2 separate regions of the Drosophila melanogaster genome follow, and region 2 is linked to region 1. The links are chromatin contacts, called in public Hi-C maps. All regions are on one chromosome and are shown on one strand. Each heading gives the region's core, a stretch centred on a gene start, on an enhancer-like site or on the middle of the called end of the contact. The rest is flanking DNA. Distances are from core to core; before and after follow the strand shown.

Evidence for each region. A called contact is a pair of places that touch in the nucleus more often than the background predicts.
Region 2: a Hi-C map of the Kc167 cell line shows a contact between it and region 1, with 3 times the contacts expected there. The contact joins the promoter of dac here to the enhancer-like site in region 1. A contact is called at or near these places in 33 of 107 Hi-C or Micro-C datasets (the Clone 8 cell line, the Kc167 cell line, the PNm cell line and 13 more) and 1 of 6 datasets of contacts at active chromatin or transcription factors (the Kc167 cell line).

Annotation. Positions count from the first base shown.
Region 1 is chr2L:16,368,243-16,372,997 of dm6, reverse strand. No RefSeq gene overlaps it. Among named protein-coding and RNA genes, the nearest start is that of jhamt, 4.7 kb to the right of the region's middle. Within about 2 kb of position 1,382, at least 6 of the 39 cell types and tissues checked have an H3K27ac peak or open chromatin away from gene starts, as enhancers often do. A contact at or near this core is called in the Kc167 cell line, cellular blastoderm embryo and embryonic neuroblasts, where this site is marked.
Region 2 is chr2L:16,483,866-16,488,255 of dm6, reverse strand. It overlaps dac (dachshund), which reads left to right and starts at 2,258. Exons shown (of 12, transcript NM_165162.3): 1 at 2,258-2,819; 2 at 3,449-4,390. The coding sequence starts at 3,514. Nepl8 (Neprilysin-like 8) reads right to left here and starts at 108. Exons shown (of 2, transcript NM_135951.4): 1 at 1-108. The coding sequence starts at 53.

The DNA.
Region 1 (4,755 bases), core at 133-2,632:
AATATATTTTTAATTACAGATCATAAGAGCTGACAAATAAATGGTGCGCTAACACTATTAAAATCGATGAAATACCACAAAGACTAAAACTTTAAAATAAAATGATATAAAATGTTAAAGACAAATGTATAGTTGGTTTTAAAAAATGCAAAATTAGCCTAACTCAACATCGTTAGCTATCTACAACTAGCTAACCACAAAACTCAAAGAACGCAAATGATGTCATCGCGAAATAGGTTGAAAACCTTCAATTACATAGACTCATCAGAGTCCTTATTCTTCTGTGACATCAATGCCAACTTAATTGACAAGTGGCGGTCAACAACTCAATGCCTTAAAACAAGCAACTCATTTGCGTGTCAACTAAAGACAAAGGGGGCCCCCAGTAAGTGGATAATGACAGAAAAGAGCCGGGTTTTTTTTTTAATAAATAAAAAACAAATGGCAATTGGCAAATGGAAGTGCTGGCAGGGATGTCAGCTAAACTGGTTAATTATAGTTAAACCCCCCAAGCAGAATAATGCAGCAAAAAAAATTTGCTAACCGCAAATAACTTATGTCGTCATTGTGTCAACGGCTGTTAGCCGAGGGTCGGAGTTCCATCAAATATAAGGGTTTTCGGTTTTTGGTCCTGTTCACTTGACCGCAACACTTGAAATATGCCACTGAAAATTGAAAAACCAATTTTATTGAACCCCGGGCATCGAAAATAAATGCTGGAGATCATTGGAAATGATTGCAATGAAATTGGAATTTTATTGGAACGGAATTGAAAAAGGTCTGCGACTTAAATTAAATAATCAAACCAAGGGATCAAACTTTATTATTTATTTGAAAATATTTCAAGCATTATAGTGACTTACAAAATTGTTCAAAGTAGCTTAAACATACCGCTAGTATTCATACAAATCCCCAAATAGAAACATTTCCCATTTAAGCAATATTTTGAGAGTAGAGCAAATTCAGTGGCCGAAGCGTATAAAATATGCCTTCCCGGAATATCAATGGCTTTGGGGCTTCAATTAAATAAACATAAAATGTCAGCGACTGGCCAAATAATTTTAATAACCAAAATTGGCTGCAATACCATCTGTGGGTATAAGGATTTTCCAAGAGAAGTGCTGCTTGCGGTCGTTTTAAACAAACCGCAGGTGTTGCATACATTTGCCAGCTTTGCATTAATTATGACGTGTGTCTCGGGAGAAAGGCGTGGCAAATGGGGGGCGGCTAGTGTCCAGGGGGCGTGGCGGTAAAACTATTTGCCGCACTTGCGACCAAAAGCTGGGAGCTCGTACGTAAAATTGTAGCATACTTATGGGCTAAAGTAATTTTATTGCCATGCACAGGAAGCTGCATAGACGACGACGACGACGACAAGGATTCCTGTAAGAGGTCCTGCTGAAGGAGAGAGAGAGAGAGTGAGAGAGACTGTACGGATCCCCGTAGAGCTCCTGGCACATCGTGTGACCCGTAAACTTTGCAGTTTCTTTGTTTGGACTTGGCCCAACGTGCCGGTCCCCAAGTTTGTTGCCGCTCTTATTATTTTAGTTGGGTAGTTCTCGCTAGTTTCTCCTGTTTACACAGCACAGACAAAAATTGTATTTATCCCAAGTTTTGAAAATTAAAACCCTAAAACTAAAATAGCAGAATTGCTAATTACAATGAAGATAATTCTTTAGAATTGTTACGAAAGCTTGATCATATACATATATAATACTTTTGAAAACTTCAAAATAATAAGTACCTTAAAATGCTTCATTATATAATTTCCTGCCCATATTGTTAGTTTTTTTTTATCCTTAAACTTTAACCAACAAATAAGAAATCAAAAGAATTTTCTGTGTAGTGTTTTTTTTTTTCAACTGCTATAGAAAGTGGATGATGTTGGGATCCTGCGTCATGGGTATGCGTCCGCACATAAAATGTTATTGCGAAAAACTATTAAATTTCTCTAGAGATGAAAATATGATCAGAAATTTAAATCGATTTATTAAAAGCCGTCGCAGTTGTTCGTTCAAGTGATTGTTGTTGGTAAGTTACTTGGCCAAAACGGAAGCAGGACCTTCAATTGCGAAAAGGAACATGTGTTGCCGAACAAAAGTTTTGCGGCCGAACACCGAAAAGGTTTCCAATGTGAGACGATTTTTGATTGATGGGAGTGCAGTTTGAACAGTGGAATAGAGAGCTGTTGAAAAACAATAAATTGAAATTTATTAATTATTAAATTTTACACTTTGAATTAACGAAGAAATATATAGACTATGGCAGTACAGTCTAGTTAAATTAAAATTATTTCTTAGCACAAATTCTTAGTTCATTGCAAATATTTAAGAGGCCACTGTGCGGAGATCCTTTTCCGAAACATCCTCATTGGCAGTCATATTTCGGTCAAAACTGGGGAAAACAAAATTTACTATGTACGCTTAATGTCTAGACAAAGCTTCCCAATTACCTTATCCGATTACACGAAGATTTGCCCCACGAAGTGTTGGACGTGGACAACTAGAGCTCCCCAGAAACCCGATCCCAAAACCCAGGACGAAAAGCATTGCTTTTTGGAAACCCTTGACCCGGCATGCCCGGAACTCTTCGGCAGAAATCTTCATATTACTGTTTTCCCTTTTTTTGGGACATGACCCAACCCCTTTCCTGCGGAGCGGAAAATGTTGAAATAATTTGGGCAAAAGAAATATTCTCACACCTTTCGCAGAGTAAAAAGCACTTAAGTGCCTTGGCCAGGACTCGGGTTTTAATTGAAGTGCAGTCCAGAGTCCTTGTGTGTGTGTGTCGTTTTTCAAGCAGGTGTAAAGTTAAATCATAAAATGAAATTAAAATAAACCAAAGCCGAAGCTGAAGCCAAACGTAATGAAGTACGGAAACATTCCACAAAAAGGAAAGAAAAGGCTTAAGCATGGGCTAACTCGACATCCCAAAGGGTTTACAGTTGGCTCCCCTGGTGCCCATAATTAGCTAAACAAAATTTTTGGAGAAATTTTTCAACAATTTTTGTATGTACATTTTTTTACGGAACGCAACATTTTGTTATTGAAAAATTCATGAGCCTTTGCCCAGTAAATTGACACAAGGACTCAGTGGCGTGGCCCATGAATTTCGTACCCCTTTTTCAATGAAAAAATATAAGAATTACTACAATGCAGAGAAATCACAACAAAAAAATACATATTATATTTGATTTATATATACTGGCATATATATTTTGGCATGTATTTAACGAATCTAATGTTTTAGCCAAAATCAACACAGTTTTGTATGAACTTAACCCTTTGCAAGGCATACGTCTCTGCCTTTGGCCTGCGCAAACGTTTTTGTCATATTACAATATAATTTATTAAAATTCTTATTTGCAACGCAAAGGACCTCCGCTGCGGATGAGCGAAAGAGAGGGCTAGAAAAAGATAGCCGTAGAGAACTCTGTTATAAAAACAAAAGAGACTCGTTAGTGCTGAATTTTTAATAAAAAGCCGCACATGATACCGAATGTAAATTACCATATTCCTCTTATAATTTTCTATAATGAGACTCAGCCTTCATTCCTCTTGGTATTTTATGTGTGTGTAATTGCCTTTTGGTGGCCATTAAATAGATAAATCCCAAAAAAAAAACTCGCTTTTTTGAGCTGTCCTTTTCACATATGCATATGGAAAGCGCAATCAAAACGCCCGAGAGTCAACAAAACCGCTAAGTAAACTCAAACAGAATGGTCAGTGGCAAAGTGGGAACCCACCTGAAAATCCGGGCATATTATTCGATGGCTACGCATTTTTGTGAGCTACAGCCAAATGCACACGCCCCCATAGAAACATACATACATATACATATGTATATATGTATGTATTCGTGTGTACACGACTTCCGCCGACATTCAGTTCCGGTATTCGATGTTTGTTTTTGCGGTTACGCCCCCGGAATCGACCCGCGAAATCGGGTGGGTCAGCGACTATGAACGCTGGGTTAGAACTCCTGGTAAGATGTGAAAATTCATGAGTTAAAAGAGTTACAAAAATAAATTTTCAAACTACCCAAAATTAATATTTCCTTTATTGATGGGTTATAAAGGCCACTAACAAAAGAAGCTCTTCGGTTAAATAACTAAAGTAATCTATACATCTATATCTATAACTATTCTTCAAGACCTTAAAAGTCGCAAAAATCATTATTGATTGAATAATTATAGTCATTTGTAGTTTTGGAAACTTCTCAAAGAAAATATATATTTACCCGTAATTGTGAGAATAATTTACAATGTGCCAAAACAAATTAAATATGTGCCAAAACGAAAGTCCAAATAAGTCCACGTACATGCAAGCGAATTGTCCCATAAAATGTCAAGTTAAATACGAAACCAAAGTTATTTGCAACAGCAAACTCCCTTTTTTTAACAACTAAGTGCAAAGTGAAAAACAAATAGCTGCAAATGGACAAATCGAAAAGTGTTCAAAGCACAAAGAAGCCGAAAAGAATCTGGTACATAAGCACCTTAAACTTGTAAAAGTAAACAAAAGTATTTAAATATGAGTGCATGCATTTATTGATATTGATTAAACATACAATAATTCGATTCGAAATTCCTTCCACCCTTCGAAACTAATTTGGAATAAGGAATTTTTCCAATTGTTCTTTCCATGCCGGAGCACAACAATTTCCACCCGGAATCTTTTAAGTTCGAAGAAAATTAGCCAAACAAATGATGCAGAGAAGAAAAACCAAAATGCCAGGAACAGGCAATTAAAGAGC
Region 2 (4,390 bases), core at 1,009-3,508, 110 kb before region 1:
GTATTGGAACTGGCCGCCACAAGGGGCACCAGCAAGAGGCAGATAATCCACATAATAGCTGCGAGCGCACTGAACTTTTGCCATCCAGTCGTCGTTTAAAAATACAAATCTCGACACATCCAGAGAATACTCTATATATGTGGTGAAGGCAAAGCTGATAATCCGAAGTTATGGAACAGTAACTGTCGCTTCAAAGTCCAGAAGTATTATTGATATAACGACTTTCAAATTGACTCCTAGTCCAAATTTGTAATCCAAACTAATAGAAATTAATCACCCTCCTTTTTTTTAGAATATAAACTCATCTTTGCGCTTGCTTGTGGTTAATAAAAAATACAATTTTACTTAATAGTTAGATCAGTTGCATTTATTAAAGAGAAAAACCAGAGTTCAAAGCGAGCTGTTTGTTGCGAAAAATCAAACTTCCCGCCCACAGTTGCGACACCATGAAAAAGTTGCATGTTGTAGAACTCATTTCTTACTGACGATAGTTGGTTGCTATGACATATTTTGACACTTGGATGATAGAGGCAGTACCTTTTTGTTGTCCATTTATGGGGGGAAAACAAATTTGTTTGAATGAATACTTTTTAATTCTGCATGTCATTTTTGGTAAATTTAATGTACTTATTCGAATTTAAAGCCAGCGATTCATGTATATGTCATAATTAAATGAAATTCATATGACATAAGGAAATGGTAAAAGAAAAAATAGCCTAAAATGTCACAGTTTAGAAAAAAAGTAGCGTTACATATTAATTTTCATATCTAATATAATCTTATAACTATTTTTTAATGAAACAAACCGATGTAAAAATAAAATATTTACATTACAATAATTATTGTGTTTTAAATTCTTCTTTAAAGCCCGAAAATATTTTCTAAAAGCTGTTGGAAATCCACATTTGCAATCAATTTAATATTAAATGGTTGCTGTCACCTAAAAGACAGTGGGTGAGGAAATCCACAAAAGAAAAGCCCCAAACGAAACGAACAAGAAAAATTCATACGTCATGTGCAAACACAATACATAAAGACGTATTCCATTCCCATATAGAAAGAAATATGTACATGGAACTCTCAAATGGAGAGAACGGAATGCGATTGGTTCGGCGACGGAATGGCAATCGTTATGGAGAAGAATCGCAGAAGGCGAAACGAAGACAAATAATAGAAAAATGACCGAGCTCTCAGATACATTGTACATAAACATATAGAGGTGGCAAAGGTGCGATGCCAGAATTTATAAGCAATGCTATTTATAAGAACCCGAAAAACGAACGCCCCTCAGGCGAAAAAAAACCCCATTATCGCAATATGTGTAAGTGGAAGAAAGATGCCCTGCCATAGTGCTGCTCTCCTCCGAATCAGCAACACAAAAAGAAATACAAATAAACGGGACTCGAATGGAAACGAATGGGAAACGGAAAACGGTTGACAAAAAAAATCAAAGCTTGGGACGGAAAGAGATAGCAACACTGCCCCGAAAAGTATAATTCGTTGAAAGTTTGTCATTTACTTTTAATTGAAATTAAAATGCTTTTTGTCAAAGACAGCTGCGCAAACTCGAAGTAAAGCTATTTTTTTTTACTTTTCTTCTCTGGCAATGCATTTATTATAATTTACTTTGCAACACAAAATGCCAAAACAATTGTCATTTGTTTATATAAGGCGTCGCCCATGGGGGCGAGCGAGAGCGCAAACATGTACGACTGGCTATGCAAATATGCTGCTTTCTCGCTCGCTCGTGTTTATTGGTTGCAGCCCACCTGAGCGTGCGACAGAGATGGCGAGATGGTGTGAGAGAGAGGGCTCAGACTGAAACGAAATGAAATTGAAATGAAAAACGTTTTTTTTTCCAAAGAGAGAGAGCGGGAGGATTTGAAGAACACAACACGCACAAACGAATTGAAAAAATAAATAAAACGAATGCAAGAGAGAGAGAGCGATTACGTTTGTCATTGTATTTTCGGGGTTGCACACAGAAATATACACAGATGCAAACACACCGATCAATCGCACATACCACTCCCCTTTTTGGCCTGGTATTGGTGTAATGCGAGACGTGGACGGGCAACAGACATTCGTATTCGTACTCGTATTCGTATTCTGGTTTTGCACAATCGCAGATACAGATACACCAGCTCGCTCTCACAGGCACAGACACACACATACAAGCACACTCGTCTCGGCCGACCGCGCTGCCGGCGTCGCTGCCACGAAAATCCGAAAGGAATCGAATTGAAACTCGCCTTTCATTACGAATTTGTCATTCGCAAGAGAAGGTAATGCAATAAAACTTTTGCGCGCGCATTTCTCTCAGTACATAACGGTAGCGCTTCGTGTGTACGTACGTACGTACGTGTGTGTGGGTGGGCTAAAAAAATAGCACTCGTTAGCGCCCGCTCACTCGCTCACTCGCAGTCGTCGCCTCGCGCCGTCTCGCTCTCAGTCGATTCCCATTCGAATGCAATTCGTTTCGTTGATTTCTCCGAACGAGAGGGGGAAGAGGAACCAGTCGAAGGCGAAGAAGCAGAGGCAGCGACGCCACCGTCGCCGTCGCAGCGGAGTAGCTGCCATCTCTCAATCTCTGAGTGACAATCCGTCGGTACGGTACTCGAAAACGGACACAGCTCCGGTTTCCAAAATTCCAGTACGAAAACGGTTATTCGAACTCGATTAACACAAGCGGGCAATCGGAATAAATAACTTGAAATATTCAGAGTATATATTTCACAGCGAAATTCAAAAAGCAAAGTGCGCGAGTGTCTTGTGTCAGTGATGTTGAGTTTATAAATTACTTTTAGACCTCCTTAAAGGTAAATCTATGTTCTATATCGAATTATTCAAATAAAGCTGACAATAGGTATATTTATGCAAATTGGCAGTAAGGATCCAAATTAGCTTCATTGCCTTGTTTTTCCCAAAACTTAATTAAAGCAAAGTTTGCAAAGCAATAGTTCTGTTGATAAAGGATTATTTATGGGGGGTATTAGAAGATAATCGGACTTTAAATGTCTGAAAGGAAACTTTTCTATTTTCTGTTAGTTCTCTATATTTCTTTGTAAGTAAAATGTTTGTTAGGATATTAATTTACAAAAAATATTTAGCAATATAAACTTGTAGCTACCATATAACTAACTAAACTGGCTCAAAAATAGATTTTAATAAATAGGAGCATAGCTGAGCCTAATACAAATCCTAAATCGTTTGTAAATTTTTTGAAGGTCTGCATTTAAATTTGATGTTATAAAACTTACAGAAGTATTAAAAATGTAAAGCCAATAATAAGCGGATAGGAATATACGAGACACGCTCACTTAGAATTTGCATATAGAAGCCTAATAAATAATTAAAAATGAATTAAGAGTTCATTAATTATTTATCTTCCTCTCACCATCTATTTTCTATTTCTCCCTTACTTTGTGTCAAATTTTTGTCACGATAGAAAAAACGTCAAATTAACGAATCGATTAAAAAGTAAATAAACAAAAGTGTCGGCCATGATGAAGTATGGATTCTGTGACAAGTGAACAGAGTGAAAATAACAACAATAAAGCGGGCGCAATAAATAACAATATTAATAGTGGTATTGAAAGAGCCGCGGGCAATATGAACACCACCGCCATGTTGATGCATCACCAGCAGCAGCAGCAGGCAGCCGCAGCAGCGGCAGCCGCAGCAGCCCAGCAGCAACAGCAGCAGCACAATGGACGCGACGGTAGCAACAGTTCGCGTGGAGCCAACGAGGATCGTCCAAATGGACGGAGCTCGCACACAGGACGAGGATCCAGTTGCTCACCGGCCAGTTCACCAAGTCGCCATCCCAGTGCCGTCAGTCCGGTGAGCTCCCTCAACCACTCCATGATGCAGCAGATGCAGCAACAGCAGCAACAACAGCAGCAGCAACAGCAGCAGCAGCAACACCATCAGCTCAGCCCCCCGCCACATGGAATGCCATCGGGCAACGGACTGCCGACGGGCCTACCGCCCAGAATGCCCCATGGACTGCCGCCCCATTCGCTGGGGCTCCTCAACTCCCTGCAGATGATGCACCATGCCTCCCCCTTGGAACTGATGGCCGCCGCCCATCACCATGTGCCGCCAAGGTCGTACAACTCACCGCCGCCGATCTCCACCTCGGATCCCAGTGCCAATGAGTGCAAGCTGGTGGAGTACCGGGGTCAGAAGGTCGCCGCATTCATAATTAGCAACGAAACGATGCTCTGCCTGCCGCAGGCCTTCGAGCTCTTCCTGAAGCACTTGGTCGGCGGTCTGCATACGGTTTATACCAAACTAAAGCGCCTTGACATCGTACCGCTCGTCTGCAATGTGGAACAGGTGCGCATATTACGCGGCTTGGGCGCCATCCAGCCGGGCGTCAATCGCT